Linked DNA regions of Anser cygnoides: region 1 is linked to region 2. A link is a contact called in public Hi-C data. All regions are on one chromosome and are shown on one strand. The core of a region is the stretch at or near the end of the contact, and the rest is flanking DNA. Distances in the headings are between cores, read along the strand shown.

Evidence for each region. A called contact is a pair of places that touch in the nucleus more often than the background predicts.
Region 1: a Hi-C map of liver shows a contact between it and region 2, with 1.7 times the contacts expected there. The contact joins two enhancer-like sites. A contact is called at or near these places in 3 of 7 Hi-C or Micro-C datasets (granulosa cells and liver).

What each region holds. Positions count from the first base shown.
Region 1 is chr5:1,539,054-1,542,519 of Taihu_goose_T2T_genome, reverse strand. All of the region lies in intron 1 of PARVA (parvin alpha), which reads left to right. Among named protein-coding and RNA genes, the nearest start is that of PARVA, 20 kb to the left of the region's middle. Within about 2 kb of position 2,204, at least 1 of the 3 cell types and tissues checked has open chromatin away from gene starts, as enhancers often do. A contact at or near this core is called in liver, where this site is marked.
Region 2 is chr5:1,470,277-1,473,917 of Taihu_goose_T2T_genome, reverse strand. No RefSeq gene overlaps it. Among named protein-coding and RNA genes, the nearest start is that of TEAD1, 8.1 kb to the right of the region's middle. Within about 2 kb of position 1,342, at least 2 of the 3 cell types and tissues checked have open chromatin away from gene starts, as enhancers often do. A contact at or near this core is called in liver, where this site is marked.

The sequences.
Region 1 (3,466 bases), core at 955-3,454, 68 kb before region 2:
AACTCAGGTGTTTGTGTGACTGGAATGATTGGGATCAGGGAACTGACATAAGTTAAAAGTAACCTTTTTTCTTGATTGGTTGGCGAGTTTTAATCTGAAACTCTTTCCTGATGTAATTTGCCATAAGGACCTGTGAATGCTTGTGCAAGAAATGATGAGCACGTGGGAGTGAGAATGAGCAACAAGTCTGGGAACAAGGTACGATACCTCTTTCAAAACAGTGGTTATTTAATGGCACAAGTTTCTGCATTAGATTTGGATTCTTGATTGTGGTGTGCCTCAGTTTCCAGATAGGTGAAAAGGAGTGATGCTGAGAATTCCATTTGAAAGTCCATGTGAGCTTTCTAGATGAAAAATTTTAAGGCTTGAGTGTGAATGTGGTGGGAGGATTAGCGGACAGGTGTGTCTTAAAGAAATGGTTTCAAATCCAGTAATCTACTTCTAGATTTAGTTGAAAGTTGTAATCCCAGCAATTGGTGCCAGTATCTACTAGATTTAAACTTAATGCATTGAAGTTTGTAATTTAAGGCTTTGCAGAACGGTGTTAGCACATATACACTTACCACGCAGCACGTGTTAGTAGTATTCCTGTGGAATGCTCCTAATTAAAGTCCAGTAGTTACTTACAGTGCATTTCATGCTTACTATCATGAGCTGCATTTCATGCTTACTATCATGAGTTCTCAGTCAAGTTAGCAGAAAAAGAAATTTAAAATGTTTTTTTTTTTCTCAGAGATAGTGTATAATTGGTAGATGCTTTTGTAACTCATGTTATCACTGACATATGGAGGTTTTGACAAGAGATTCTGTGTTGATCAAATGAGTTCTGTTTTCTTTTTTTGGAAATCCTAGTATTAGCTTTAGTAGCGAGAAAGGGTTTTAGAGTTGGTACAAAAGAAAACAGGCAGTTTTGCAGCAAAATAGCCATTACGACATGTCTTATATCCATGTTGCGCTCTAACATATCATGCTTAAAAGCAAGGTTTATTTTGGAAAAGTTATGCCCAGAAAACCTCTCGATCAATAAAGAGATTTTTTCACTTTTTTTTTTTTTTTTTTAGGGAACCAGAGTAACTGTTTTGCTGTATGAAACTGCTTCTCTCTGAGACTTTACTTTTGTTTTTTTGGTTGGTGTATAGTTGGTGCTTACTAGAGGGTTAATTGTTTCAGTATGAGCAGCTGAAGTTTTAAATATGAATTCTAGCTTTTTGACCCTATTAATCATAAAACTGCCTGACCTATCTTGCTTACTGTAACAAAGATTTTTTTAAATGATGAGTCATGATCATATTTTAAATACATTTTCTTTAAAAATAAAAAAAAAAAGCTCTGACTGCATTTTAAAAACATTTTTTAAGCTAAGAATTTAGCATATGTATGTCAGTACATATTGCAGGGGGCTTATGATAAAATAGCTTAAATGAAAATTAGATCCAAATTAGAGTACTCTGACTTTGAAAAAAGGTTGTGGGCACATGTTTCTGGGAGTGGCTGGAAGAACTTTGACTGTAGGGGAAGGTTCAGTCATGCGGGCGCTTTACCTAGAAACCAGATAGGGTGATGTTTCTGGTTAAAGCAAGAAGCAGAATTTAAAGCAGGGAACCAATGAATATGAAAATTAATTTTTGTGTTGTTTACCCTAAAAGGAATACAACTATGCTCTATTTCATTTTCTTTGCTTTGCCTTCTAAAGATATTTTTAGAAATCAAATAAAAAGCGTTAAAGTATTTCAAGAAAACAGTTATGTTTTAATTTTTGTTTTAATAAAGCCACTAAAACCCCTTTGGAAGGGGAAAAAAACTCTTGAGGACCAAAGCCCTGCCCTCTGTTAGAGCCCAGCAATGGGGGGCTGCAGAGTAACCCACCCCATGCACGGTAATTGCAGAGCTAGAGCTGAGAGAAAACTGAACAAAGACTGATGACAAAATTTAATTCCAGCTGTTGTTCAGTTTGAAAAAGTGCATTTTGAAGTGTGTAGACTTTTAAATGTGTACGGATATTTAACTCCTATGTGTCTGTGGAGCTGTTCTGCTCCAAGGTACCGGGCACGTGGCTTCTCGGTGTTTCAGGATGCTTCCCGGAGCTGAAGTGAGTCCTGGCAGTGTCCTCCTGGGCTGAGGGAAACTGAGGCACACAGCCATGACCCAGCTTCCTGGTACCCTGTGTACAGTCAGCTCCAGCACTTCCTTGCCCCGGCTTTCTCTGTGCTTTAGTCTTTGTGGGGGACTAAGTTTTCTCTCTGCCAGCTTGCCTTCTTCCAGGATATTTTGTTCCTGCATTGCTTTAACATTTTTTTTTTCCCCAGGACCAGCCACTTGCTAATTTATCTACCAGATAAGAAATTGTGCACAATTAAAAGCCTTCTTTGGTTGCATTCGCCCTTACCCTTCCCACATTTTTTTTTTCTTTCTTTTAATTTCTGGTGACCCTTCTTTGACTTTTGTTACCTTTTAAGAAGTGGCAGGATCAGGCCATTAAGTTGAAGTGAATTATGAAATACTTAACCCTCTTGTCTCCCATCTGAAATGCAACCCCACACATACCAGCTAGACACAGAATTTTCTTGCAAAACACTTAAGAGAGCTTTTTTTTTGTAGAAAAATGTGACGTCTGAATGTTTGTCTCTAGCCTGGATTGCAGCATGTGTAGGATACAAGAAGGATAAAAAAGAGAAAAATTTTCCCTGCGCTCCGGATCCCATGTGTCTGCAGGAGCTCTACTTTTATTGTTTTAAAAATGATTTTTAGATAAAAACAAAAAAAGAAAAAAGAAAAATACACTGCAGGGTTCCACACTTTATTCAAGGAGTTAAAAGTCTGGAGCTGTGCTTGATGAGCCAGATGGTCTTTAACAGTAACATTGTTCATATTGTTTAGATTATCCTGTTGCAAGTACAGTGCCTCGTTTACCTTTTATGGAAGAAAGTGTGGAAAATTGACCACAGATGTAAGTAACCAAGAATGATGGCTGAGGCAATTCTTACCAGGCCTCCCTCTCTAACGCCTGATCCTGCAGATAAAAATAAATAGAGAAATGTGAGGCAGCATGAGAAATATCTAGTGTTACCTATTTAAGTGTTTAATTTGAGCTCTGTGAGCTACTAAAATCTTTATTTTCTTAGCCTGAGATTTCTTCCTATTGAACTAGTTTCAGTTTTTCATTGTAGGCAGCCTGAATGTAGATTTTTATCCAGGTACTAAATAGCACATCATTATATATTTTTTCCATCCTGTTTAAAAAATAGGAGGTGGGTGGGAAGAAGCCAACTACACTGACCTCAAACACAGTTTACTGTCCAAAAATCTTCCTGAGAAGATTGGTACCCATTTTGTGCTGTAATGAGAGAGCACAAACTCCCCATTAATATTGATTTGATTGGTATCAGAAGCAAAGGCTGTGCCAAATTAATTAGAGGTAGTTCATTGTTACTCCTAATAATGGACTGCTGAGTCTGTGAGGCATCTT
Region 2 (3,641 bases), core at 93-2,592:
ATTTTCACTACAATGACAGGTAAACTGATAGCTTTTGCAAAGATCTGGAGTAATGTTCTGGGGATAAGGCTAGACTACACAGACTGACACACAAAGAAAATGTCTTTTTAGGAAACATAGCCCTTTAGAACTGCAGAACTGTGAGAGCTTTCAGAAGATCATTCAGCCTAACCCTGCGCTGAGGCAGGATCTAATACTCCCAGACCACCCTGACGTGTCTATCTTAGCTTCTCAAAAAATTCCACTGAAGGGAAGCTCCTGTGTCTCCCCAGTTGGTCTCACCAGTATAATGCAAAATAACGTAAAGATTCAGAACATGGCTCTGTTACATTTATATAGGGACAAATTTACACTGCCATGACAACATAAAGGGTTGCTAAAGTGAGATTCCCATTAGGTTTAACGTAAATTTTAAGACCTTTTTATATTGCCAGAGCAACATGAAGGGTCCACTAATGTAAGCTGAAGTGAGGCACTTGGTTTCTGATGATCTTTCTATGGCTGTAGTCTAGGAAAACTCCCAAGGACAATGATGATAAAGGCTGCATAAAAAAAAGTAGATCATATGTTCCATCCCTTCTCTGATAGTGCTGCACAGTGCCAAAATATGAATTATCTGGAAGCAATAAAAAGAATTGTGCACTGATGACAAACGAAGGTACAAGATTCTGAAACCATCTGTCAAGTTTTAACACTTTAATACAATAGCCTTTTGATAGAATTTAATAGTTCTTTCCAGTGCTTTCTGTATTCCACCTTCCGCAGCTTACCATCTAAAGAGGGCTTTCAGATACACCTGTGTCACCACCTTGTCTAGTAGTGACATGTCCATGGTGAAGTTGTACAAGCCCTACCCCACGAGGTTTGCCTGCAACTCTCATCATCTGCATTTCATCCTACCATCTCAAAAAGAGCAAAGCTCTGCAGGAGACAGCAGACTGCATTCCCTTTTTCTTTTGCTGAAAACAGTACAGCTCTTTTCCTTTGCTTCCCAACTTGAAATCACTTGTTGATCTCCGGACAGCTCCAGGCCTGCATGTCACCCGTTTGAAGAGCAGCCCTCCAGCCTCCCCTCCTCCATGACCCCATATGCTTGAAGCAGCTGGTTGGTCTGATCTGTGATCTATTAACCAGCTGCACTTGGCACAGAGTTATGGAGCTGAGGAGAGAGGCTGCAGGTGAGGGTGTGCCTCTGAGCATTGCCCCAGGCTGAAAGAAAGGCATGCTCTTCAGCTGCAGCACAATGCTGGGTGGCCTTTGACTGCATGTGACCTGCATGCAGTGTCTCACTCTGTGCAGCAGCAAAAGCTGAGGGGCCTGAAAATCTGTTCTGTTGCATGATGTGCCATAATTGACAAGAAGGTATCCAGTCTTCTTCTAGAATGCCTATTTTAGGGATTTTTTTCTCACTCTGTGAATTGAATAAACCAGTTTCGCAATCTGCTACAGGCCCCACCCTGCCTAACCCTGGCTAGTTAACCTGTAACGGATTGCAAAACTGGTTTGAGTCACACAGTGAAGAAAGAGTTGTAAATTAGCCTTTTAATAGTTTAACTCTCCTGACCAATAACTTAAGCCATCAGTTGTTAATAGTGGTGCCATAGAAGCACAACACGTGCCACGCAGTCATTCCTTTGTCACATTATAATGTCTCCTTTCATGTTTCTGGAGATTTAAAGCTTGGTAGGCAGGAGTAAACTTCCTTCTCAGTACTGCAGCCTAGATGCCAAATTTCTTTATGTAGGATTCACATATATGCTATGAAGAGCTCTGACATAACTGAGCAGTCATAGTTCTGCTGATACGCATTGCCTTGCTATGTCACTGTATCTGGCTTGTGCGTCTGAGCTAATTATTGAATGAAATGTAGCTAATATCTCATTCCCTTCAAACGTGGGTAACAGAACAAACCCATGTCTCAAACATTTTTACTTGTGGTTTTCCACTAACCTGATTTCTTGAGACACCTACAGGTTAGTCAACAGTCACCCAGAAAAGAGAAAACCAAAAAGGTATGGACAATATTCAATATATGTAGGTTGTTAATATTTGTATGTTAATAAAAACTTGATCCCACACAAGTTTATTTTCCCTATCATTTTGCTATAATGCATAGTCAGAAGGAACCTGCATGCCTGATACAAAAGTCAGTGAACGCTCCTGAGCAGGTGGCCCTACCAACTGGCTTTAGCTATTTCCCATTTCCTCTGGCCCATTTTCAGCTTTCATTTCTTTTATTGCAAACAGGAGCAGAATGAGCAGGAGGTGTAAGGTAGAGAGGCCTTCCAGTTCAGATGGCTAATTCCAGTTCAGATGAAGCCAACAAAAAAATTTTGCTTGGGCTACACTGAGGCCACAAAAATGATGAATCTCACTTCTCTATTTGAAAAGGCATACTGGTGTCCATGCTCCTGGTCTTGTGGGAGAGATTGTGTGCTGTTTCAGTTCCCAGTTCTGGGGGCTACCTCCAGTAGCATCTTGCCCAGAAAAGCTAGAACTGACCCAATGCTTTTTTCTGCAAGGAGTACAGTAAAATGCAATGAATACTTCTGAAGGAGAACCCCCTTCTCTGCATCAGAGACACCTCCTGCTAGGCAGTGCTTTCTCTGTGGGACTTGGAGGAGTGTGTTTATCTCAGAGGAGGACATTAAACACAAATTCCTTCAGCCTTGATGAGAAGCACTAAAGCTTATATATCTTTATACTAGGGAAGGGCAGTGAACGGCAGTGCTACCTTCCTCCTCTAGTCACTGTAAAGCAGGAAGGCCAGCTGTAACTTTGAAAAGCAGCAACAGAAGTACCCTCCGTGGAGGTAACCAGGGCTTGAATTGCAGGAGGAGGATACCTCCTGCTACGCCAAAGTGTCTTCATGCTGATGGGGCAGACCTCTAACTCTTTCCTAAGGATTTCACTTTTAGCTAGTTCTACATATCCCAAATTTTCCTGTGGTGAATCTTAATCTCAGGTACCTGTCTTTTCCCATGCATTGGGAAATAAAAAAAGAAATAGTGAAGGGTAGTGTGGTAGATATGTTTGCATCAGGAAAGTATGATGTGCTAGAGGTGTAAGGAGCAGTTAAAATAATGGATGGTACTGAGTTCTGGTGTTACTTTAGCTACTGTGAGGATTGCTTTGACTTCCTGTAACAATTTCCAGTCAGTAAAAAGGAAGTACTAATGCTTAGGACACAGCAGTGGTGTGAAGATCAACTGTTTATTGTTTATAAAGTGCCTTGAACATGATAAGTGTTATGTAAATCAGGAAATGCTGACAGACACTATCCACCTGGGACTGATCAAGAAGAATAACAAATTAGCTAAATTCTTCAGGATTTGGAGGGTAAAAGAAGCACATAAAACATACAAAGCTGTGCAGGTGGTAGAGTAATTGCATTTGTGAAGTCACCTAAGATGAAATCACGTGAAATGAGGTTAGGATTCTCTACATTGATGATAAGCATTTGTCTATTACATCATCTCATTGTTTGACATGCTTCTACACAATTATTTAGTGGCCATTTAGAGGACCTGCATTTCAGATTTACTTGCATGTCCTGCTTACCTATCACACCCACCATGGGCAGAGTGTGTGCCCTGTGTGTTGTGCAGCACATAGCCCTGAGCTGTGCATTCACTGACTAC